3 separate regions of the Mus musculus genome follow, and all the other regions are linked to region 3. A link is a contact called in public ChIA-PET and promoter capture Hi-C data. All regions are on one chromosome and are shown on one strand. Each heading gives the region's core, a stretch centred on a gene start, on an enhancer-like site or on the middle of the called end of the contact. The rest is flanking DNA. Distances are from core to core; before and after follow the strand shown.

Region 1 (2,999 bases), core at 437-2,936, 580 kb before region 3:
AGGTCACACCCCATCCACTGAGGGAGGTCAGGACAGGAACCTGGAGACAGGAGCTGATGCAGAGACTATGGAAGAACACTGCTTACTGGCTTGTGTCCTATGACTTGTTCAGCCTGCTTTCTTATAGAACTCAGGAATGCCAGTGCAGGGAAGGCCCAGTCTACAGTGAGCACGGCCTCCCACAAGCCAATCTGTTGGGGGTGTTTTCTCCATTGAAGTTTCCTCTTCCAAAATGAATGTAGCTTGTGTCAAATTGACACTGGCCAGCACAGACCATGAGAGACTAGAGAACGCTTCCAGGCAGATCCTCTATGGAGTATCAGATACTCCGGGCTGCTGAGTAATTTGCACAGTTCCAGGAATGGACCTGAGTTGGGCAACAGCAAAGAGATGAAGAAACGACAAACACAGACATCCAGGAATCCTGGGGTCATGTGATCTGGGCCTTCTGCACACGAGTTCTCTTAGCACGTTATTATATAGAGTCGAGTGGAGAAGTGGGGTTATTGCCTACCACTGAAAAAGGCAACTTATTACATACAGTTAAGCAAGGAGGCAGGGTTTATATGCACAATGGGATGGGGAAGGCAGGTTGAGTTAGTCTCCATAAGAACTGTCCCTGGAAGGGAGCTATGTTCATGCGTCAGCACTCAAGGGGGAGGATGGTGAACACATTCTACACACACTGGCGACATGCACATCCATGCGTGGACCAGAAGAGAAGGCTATGTTTCCCTCTGGGTCTGAGGCTCTGGAGTTGTTGACAAGCTCATGTCAACAGCACACATCCCTTCAGCACCTCACAGACCTGGGCTTCCTCTGAAGGGCTCTGTTGCTGAGGCAGGTGGATGGGTGGGTCCTGCAGGGGGACAGGAGTCTCAGCAGTACTTCCCCTGGAACCCTGGTTAGAGAAGCCATGAATCAGCAGCGTGGCAGAGCACTGGGGTTCTGTGGTCACAGCATTGCCAGCCCTGTGTCAAGACAAACACTACAGCATGGGGGCCATTGACATTGAGAAGGGGCGCTGGTGAGTCTTCTAACTGAACCCCCAAGTCCTCAGTATCTGGGAGGGTGTCTGATGGGGGTAAGGTCCAAGCTGAAGATTTGGGGACAAGGTGGTATCTGAAAATCTACCCCAGCACCGTCTCCAGTGGACACACATATGAACACATCTGAGGTTCATGTGTGCATGTGCTAATAGATGATAGACACTGTAGTGTGTGTGTGTGTGTGTGTCCATATATGGACCTGCACACACATCAGGAAATGCCTGTGTGCTTGTTCCAGCACTTGCAGACACATATCAGAACATCTACACCTGTGTGCACACATCCACGAACCGTGCATCTGTACAAGCACCTGCACCCATATGCACAGACTAAAGCAAACACAGAGGCCTCTGCTTGTCAGCGCGTGCAAATGCAGGTGCGGTGCAAGATGCTTGCATGGAACCCACAGAAGCTCCTCTGAGGGAAACAAAAGCCACCAAGTACATCGGAGCAGGGGCTGCCCCATCCATCCCACCTGAGTCACATTTTCTGGAAAGTGTGAGCTATGGTGGCCTCAGTGAGAGTGATCGACCGGGGGCTGGGCCTTCTGGGGGCACAGGAAGAAGAGGAGGTACGTGAGGAAAGGGGAGGCACCAGACTTCAGCTTTAAAGTGAGTCCTAGGGGTGACAGGAACCTTTTGCAGTTTGCACAGCCCGAGCGTGTTGGGCAATTGTGGTTTCCTCCGGAGAGGAGGAACTCAGGCTTGCCAACCCTTTCCCTGGGCTTCGGAGCCTCAGCTGCTCTGGCATGGAGAGTGTGGTACAGCCTTCAGTGTTTGTGGTGGATGGACAGACGGACATCCCATTCAGGCGGCTGGAACAGAACCACCGGAGACGGCGCTGTGGCACTGTCCAGGTCAGCCTGGCCCTGGTGCTGCTGCTAGGTGCTGGGCTGGCCACTCAGGGCTGGTTTCTCCTGAGACTGCATCAACGTCTTGGAGACATAGTAGCTCATCTGCCAGTAAGTGGGGCTTGGGGAACCAGCGAGTCTTCTCCAGTACCTGTCCCTTTATGGTTGTGTATTGTGTGCTAGAACCCAGGGCTTCGGTTAGCCTGTCTCTCTGACCCTCAGTCTTCTCATCTTTACATGAGGATCTGATACACGTGCAGTGCCCGGCAGTTTCCTTGGGATTCACCTACTCGGTTGTTGTTTCCAGCCCAAACCTTTGTCCACCACTGGCTTCATGGTCACCCTGCTTCACTCGCAGCTCTCTCATGTGCTTGCTCACTGTTCCTTTCAGACAAGCCATGGGTGTGTCACAGTATGCTCCCGAGTCTTTGCCTATATTTTCTTTTTAAGTTTTTTTTTTTAATTACATTTACTTATTTAGTGTGTAGACATGAAAAAGTATGCATGTGCCGCAGCATGTATGTGGAACACCTCTATGGAATCACTTCTCTGTGCCTTCCTTTGTGGAGGGTCCTAGGGACTGAACTCAGGTAGCCAGGCTTGGCAGCAAGCACTTTTACCGCCTGAGCCCTCTCACCGGCCCTCAACTATCCAAAAACCTCGAAAACAGTTCCGAAACAATTCTAGTCTCAAGCATTTCAGACACTCGACTTGACTAGTTAATTCCTCATCCCAGCACTTGGGCAGGGGAGGCAGAAGACTGAGGGAGTTCAAGGTCATCCTAGGCTATTTAGCAAGTCTGAGGCCAGACTGGGCTACATGAGAGCCTATCTTGGAAATACAACAGATCTAATTAGGTGTGTGCCCCTCCCCCTGCATCTGTGTGTATGTATGTGATATGTGCATGTGTGGCTCTGCATACATGTCCATGGGTGGTGTCTGTGGCCATGGCCAGACAGTCTCATCACCACATACCAGTGAGACTCGGAGCGGCATGTCCTTACCAAACATCCCTGTCTGCATTTCAGGATGGAGGCAAAGGCTCCTGGGAGAAGCTGATACAAGGTGAGTTTGGGCCCCAGTCCCTTTGAAGCAGGTGG
Region 2 (3,294 bases), core at 254-2,753, 610 kb before region 3:
GATTCACTGGTTGCCCATACAGAGGATTTGTGCTTGTTTCCCAACACCCGCATGAGGCGCACAAAAACACCTGCAATTCTAGATCCAGGGATCCAACATTGTCTTCTGGCCTCTGTAGGCATCAGGCATACACATGATGCACATATATACATACATACATACATACATACATACATACATACATACATACATACATATATACATACATACATACATACATACATACATACATACATACATACATACATACATACAGGCAAAACACTCCAACACATACATATAAATATTTTAAAAAGAAAAGAAATGGTGTCATGTAGCCCAAGCTGGCCTCTAACTTGCTACATAGCAAGGTTGACTTTGAACTCCTGATCCTCTTGCCTCCAGCATCTCGTGCTGGGATTACAGATGTATGCCACCAGAATCAATCCTATGCTACTGAGTATGGAAGCACTTTCCCACTGAGCTGTATTCTAAAGCCACTATTTGTACTTTTGTCTTAAAAAACCAAAAACCAACCAACCAAACAAACAAAAAAAACCAACTAAGCATTGTGAATCATTATCTGCCTACAACCACAAAACCAACACAACTGAAAGAGATAATATAGGGGCAGGACAAGTCCTAGAGGCAGAGACAAGAGCAGGCTTTTCCTCCATGACTCTCAAAGCCCACCAGAGTCATTCAGCCACCCTGAGTGACAGGGTAGGTAAGGTCCACCTCATTCTTTTCCCTAGAAAGCAAGCATGCCCCCCGGAGGGCGAACTTCTAGGCAGCCTTCAAAACCAAAGCTTAACTGTCCCACTGCCAAGAAACCGTCCCAGATCCTCAAAAAACCAGAATTCTTTCCCACTTCAGAAAATGCTCCACAGAGCTGGGACTCTGGGCTGGGACATGCCCTCACCCCTTATCCTCCTCATAGGAAAGACTTGGATTATAAATGCATAAGTAGGGCTTGGGTAATGCCCAGCAACTGAGGAGGTAGAGGTAGGAGTTCAGAACTGTTTAGCACAGTGGTCTCCACCTTCCTGAACCTGCCACCCTTCCATGTTGTGCTGACCTCCAATCATAAAATTATTTCATTGCTACTTCACAACTCTAATTTTGCTACTGTTCTGAATTGTAAGGTAAATACTGATACGCAGGATATATAATGCAATGCCAAATGTGTCTCGACCCACTGATTTAGCAAGACCTTGGGGGTAGGGAGAACCAGCCATCCAGAAGTGCTGGGTTACTGGGACCCAGCTAAGTGTGGGAGGAGGTCACTCTAGACTTCAATGGTCTCTGGTGTAACCAAGTACAACAGGGACCAGCCCAGGTTCAGCATCTGGCCTTGACCCCAAGAAAAGCCTGAGCCAAGCAGGTACTTTCAAGCTCCAGGGTAATGGAAATGTGCCTAGGGTTACTCACCCCAAGGCTTGTTGCCCCAGGTTTGTGAAAAAGCTTAGGAAACTATGTTGCGAAATTTTGGGCAGTCCCTGGTGCAGGAACAGGGAGGGACCAGAGAGGAGAGCCATATAAAGAGCCAGCGGCTACAGCCCCAGCTCGCCTCTGCCCACCCCTGCCCCTTACCCCTTCATTCCTTCCACCTTTTTCCTTCACTATGGGACCAGCTTCAGGGTCCCAGCTACTAGTGCTACTGCTGCTGTTGGCCAGCTCCCCATTAGCTCTGGGGATCCCCATGTAAGTAGTTACCTTTTGGGGGTGCAGTTTCTTATACAATTTAGGAGTCACCTAGGTGAGTCACCTAGGAGTCACCCACTTGGGGGGAGACAGGGATGTTAAGAATTTGTGCTGGGGGCTGGAGGATGGCTCAGTGGGTATGAAGTCTTGCTGCATGGACATAAGGACCTTAACTCAAACTCCCAGCACCCACAGAAAAGCCAGGAGTGGCCTCCAGAGCCTGTAACCCCACACTGTGGGGCTGGAGACCAGATACTGGGGCTTGCTGACTGCCAGCCCAGTGCCAGGTTCAGAGAGAGATGTTGACTCAAGGTGTGGGGAGGGAGGGGCATAGAACAGGACACCGGACATCTTCCTGTGACGTGACATACATACATACATACATACATACATACATACATACATACATACATACATACAAACAGAGAGAAAGAGAGAGAATGTGAGTGTTTGGGTTGTCTTATGTTCATAGAACTCAGGTATTGTAGCATTGGTGTGCCTACTTATGAAGAAGAAGGTCTATAGATTTATGGTGTCTGTGATGTCTTGTGGTTTAGGCAATGGTAAGTTTTAAGATGTGAGGACTGGAGGGTTGTTGGGGTCTATAGCCCTTGTGTGGACTGTCAAAAGCCAAGCTCAGCATTGGGCCTGATTACATGGACCTGTCATCCTGTCCACTCTGGAAGCCCAGGCAGGAAGTGTACACATTCCAGCCAAGCCTGGGCTACAGAGTGAGTTCAGGGCTAGCCTGAACAACTTAGTGAGATGCTGTTTCCAAACAGAAAAGTGAGGAGAGGCTGAGGTATAGCTTAGTGGTAGAGAGAGCACTTTCTCAGTACAAGCAAAGTCCTTATGGCTGGTACCCAGTGCTGAAGCCAGGAAAAGACAGCTTCTAGTGGCTAAGGGAAAGTGGGCTGTGGTTTGGTACCTTCTTGTGTGGGGAGGACGTGGATCCAGGCATCTGCTCCAGCACTGAGAACTAGAACACGCTAGAACTAGGGACTGGGCCAGCCAGAGTGAGGGCTGAAGTCTCAGGCCTTGAGGTGACATCTGCTCCCACACCCCACGGTCAGGTATTCCATCATTACTCCCAATGTCCTACGGCTGGAGAGCGAAGAGACCATCGTACTGGAGGCCCACGATGCTCAGGGTGACATCCCAGTCACAGTCACTGTGCAAGACTTCCTAAAGAGGCAAGTGCTGACCAGTGAGAAGACAGTGTTGACAGGAGCCAGTGGACATCTGAGAAGCGTCTCCATCAAGGTGGGCAAGGAACTGGAACTACAGTCAGCCGTAGCCCCTTCCGGTCCGGCCTGGGTCCCTCAGGCTGCCTCCTATAGCCTCCTCGGAGCTCCTCCCTTCTGAGTCCCTCCCCTCTGACGCCCCTGCCGTCTGGGTCCCTCTCGTTTGATCTCCTCCCCTCTGAGTCCCCTACCCTTTGAGACCCTCTGCTCTGAGCCCCTTCCCTCTGAGATTCCTCCTCTCAGTCCCTCTCCTCTTGAGTCTCTTCCTCCTTGAGCCCCTCCTGTCTGAGGGGAGATGACAGAGAGGAGGCCCAGGGGGATCTAGGGGATGCTTTCTGGGCACCACTCCCTGACACAGACTCCTGAC
Region 3 (2,902 bases), core at 179-2,678:
TCACCACTGCCTCTCCCCACAGGGTGCTACCCCCAAGGATGGTCCCAGCGCAGGCTGTACTATTGTCACTGCACTGCTGTCCCTGGCTCTGGGCCAGCCAGTGTTGCAGAACCTGGCTATGACTGGGGAGGTCTCCCTCACTGGCAAGGTGTTGCCTGTGGGTGGCATCAAGGAGAAGACCATTGCGGTGAGTGTCTGCCGCCTGTACCCCTGACCACCTCAGGGTGGAAGAGCACCCAGCTGACACATCTTTCCACAGGCTAAGCGTGCAGGTGTGACCTGCATCATTCTGCCTGCTGAGAACAGAAAGGACTACTCGGATTTAGCTCCTTTTATCACAGAGGGCCTTGAAGTTCACTTCGTGGAACACTATCGGGACATATTCCCCATTGCCTTCCCCCGGCGAGAGCACAGGGAGGCACTGGCCGTGGAGAGATGACACAGGGGCCTGGGACTAAATAAATCATGGTGTGGCGGAGCCACGAGCACAGCTGTAGAATCATGAATAAAGAAAACCTTTCCAAAAGCCCTAAGCCTGAGTCTCAGTGTCGCCGTGAGCTCACACATACACAAAACTGTAGGAACCATCTTTTATTGGGGGAGGGTTCATCAATCCTTCTTGGCCGCCGCCTTCCTCATGGCTGCCAGCACGTTGCTCAGCTCCTCCCGCTTTCTCTTGGCGCGGATGTGCGTGCCCACCTGCGAGGAGTAGTCGCATGTCACCCAGGGCCACTGCAGCCAGCCACACCCCCACCCGTGCTCGGTGCAGCACGCTGCCTACCCTCTTCTTGATGAACTTGAGTGCGCGCTTGTCCTTGGACACTTTGAGCAACTCCATGGCTCGCCGCTCGTAGGGTGCGAAGCCGCACACCTCCCGGATCATGTCCCGCACGAACTTGGTGTGTTTGGTGAGGCGCTGCGAGCACAGCCCCGAGGTCACGAACCCCAAAATGGGCCTTACAGGGGGCCGAACGCAACAGCCCACCGACCGACTCCCAGTCTCAGACGCCCAATCAACGACCGGGCCCACGAACCACTCAGACCTTCCCATTCCAACGACACAGAATCTACGCAGGTGTCGATATTCACTTCTTCACCCCCGTCCCCATCTCTGACGAGGCGGTCGCGTCCCCAGCACTCACCCCGCGTCGCCGGCTGTGTCTCGGCTTACTGACGTTTTTCGTCACCTTGTGGCCCTTGTTGAGGCCCACGGCCATGGGGTAGCGCAGAGCCATGGCTGTGGGCAGCGGGGACAAGACAGCGGCTGAGACACGGTACCTCGGCCCGCGCCCGCCCGCATGCCGGCCCGCAGGGACTCCCCATGGGGCCGGGATGCCCGATGGGGGCAGATGAGCCCCGACGAGGCCCACTTACCTGATGCTCTCCGATGGCGGCCGGGACAGGAAGAACGGCACCGCGCAGAATCCTGGGATATATGCCACTTGCAGGCCTTTCCGGCTAGAGAGACAGGCGCGCTGCGGGCGACCTCTGGTGGCCGGAGGTTCTACGGCACCCGTGAGACCTCGGCTTGGGAATCATCCCTTAGGTTAGGAGTTGGAATGCTGCCTCACACTGTTGTTAGCTGTTGAAGTAATTTAATCTCTGACAATAAAAGTGCTTTTGAGGGGAATGGGCTCTGTAGAGATGTCTCAGAGGTTAAGAGCCCTGTCTGCTCTTCCAGAGGTCCTGATTTCAATTCTCAGTTAACCACATGGTGGCTAATAACCATCTATAATGAGATCTGGTGCCCTCATTTTGCCTGATGGTACACATGCAGGGAGACCGCTGTATACATAATAACTAATTAAATAAACAAATCTTTTTAAAAATGACTTTAAAGAGTGCTTTTAAAATTTTTTGTTTGTGTCGGGCGTGGTGGCGCACACCTTTAATCCAGCACTTGGGAGGCAGAGGCAGGCGAATTTCTGAGTTCGAGGCCAGCCTGGTCTACAGAGTGAGTTCCAGGACAGCCAGGGCTACACAGAGAAACCCTGTCTCGAAAGAGAGAGAGCATGTGCCACTACAAACTTGCAGAGGTCAGAAGTCAGTTTACAGAACTCCGTTTGCCTTCGTCATGGAGGGTTCCGGATCCAACAGATCAATAGATCTGTCACAACAGTCACAACAAATCTGTCCGGATCAATAGACTGATCCTTATGAACTGTTTCGTTGAAGGAGTTTCGCGTCCCCTGGAGGCCTTGGGGTAGAGAGGGCTGCAAATTATCTAGAATCACAGGCTGTGCCCCCTCACTCCTCTCCTTCCTCACTTTTTTTCTGTGAGCTATGGTCTCGTGCAGCCCAGGCTGTCCTGATAATGACAGGCGTGTAACACCCAAGTGCTCCAGCAGCTGAGCTGTACTTGAGCCTCCTCCTCTCCTGCCTCAGCTTCCCACACTCCACGCTCTGTCAGCCTGAGGAATTCCAACAGTAGAGAACATAAGAGAATCCAACTCTCATTACGAAGCAGGGCATGGATGTACCAGGATGCAGTACTCTGGAGGGAGCAGAGGGCAAAACTCGTCAGCAGCACAAGTACTTGGATAAGAGTGGGAGGGGCCAACCCAGATAGGCGGGGCCTGTGGGTAGCATCACCCTGGGATGGAGCTAAGGCCCTCGTGGGGATCCTCAGCCTGCGTGCCAAGAGGGTCCACTCTGGTACCCTAGGGTGGCTGTGCTGATGATCAGGCCTGAGAAGAGTCCAAAGAAGGTAGGAATAGGTCCTAGAACACAGGAGGGAGAGGAAACTTGAGCAGGAGCCGGGGCGAGGCAAAGCTGGGCAGGGGCGGAGCTTAAGACAGAAAGAGGGAATGGAGGAGAGGGGGCGGAGCCAATCTGGGCAGGGGCGGGGTCTTTTACGCAAGAGGGAGGGGAAATGAGCAGGACCTGCTGTCCAAACCAAGGT

Evidence for each region. Promoter capture Hi-C pulls out the DNA fragments that hold promoters and counts their contacts. ChIA-PET counts read pairs in DNA pulled down with a chosen protein or histone mark.
Region 1: a contact with region 3 is called in an RNA polymerase II ChIA-PET map of memory CD8 T cells, with 10 read pairs. The contact joins the promoter of Tnfsf14 here to the promoter of Rpl36 in region 3. A contact is called at or near these places in 1 of 39 promoter capture datasets (liver) and 1 of 115 datasets of contacts at active chromatin or transcription factors (memory CD8 T cells).
Region 2: a promoter capture Hi-C map of liver shows a contact between it and region 3, with 2.4 times the contacts expected there. The contact joins the promoter of C3 here to the promoter of Rpl36 in region 3. A contact is called at or near these places in 2 of 39 promoter capture datasets (both in liver), 1 of 115 datasets of contacts at active chromatin or transcription factors (pancreatic cancer cells) and 1 of 9 other capture datasets (liver).

The regions. Positions count from the first base shown.
Region 1 is chr17:57,192,868-57,195,866 of GRCm38.p6, reverse strand. It overlaps Tnfsf14 (tumor necrosis factor (ligand) superfamily, member 14), which reads left to right and starts at 1,686. Exons shown (of 4, transcript NM_019418.3): 1 at 1,686-2,010; 2 at 2,928-2,964. The coding sequence starts at 1,798.
Region 2 is chr17:57,226,345-57,229,638 of GRCm38.p6, reverse strand. It overlaps C3 (complement component 3), which reads left to right and starts at 1,503. Exons shown (of 41, transcript NM_009778.3): 1 at 1,503-1,683; 2 at 2,757-2,946. The coding sequence starts at 1,604.
Region 3 is chr17:56,611,921-56,614,822 of GRCm38.p6, reverse strand. Rpl36 (ribosomal protein L36) reads right to left here and starts at 1,428. Exons shown (of 4, transcript NM_018730.3): 1 at 1,375-1,428; 2 at 1,143-1,237; 3 at 782-916; 4 at 577-699. The coding sequence starts at 1,235. The coding sequence ends at 610. It overlaps Lonp1 (lon peptidase 1, mitochondrial), which reads left to right. Exons shown (of 18, transcript NM_028782.2): 17 at 23-187; 18 at 260-526. The coding sequence ends at 439.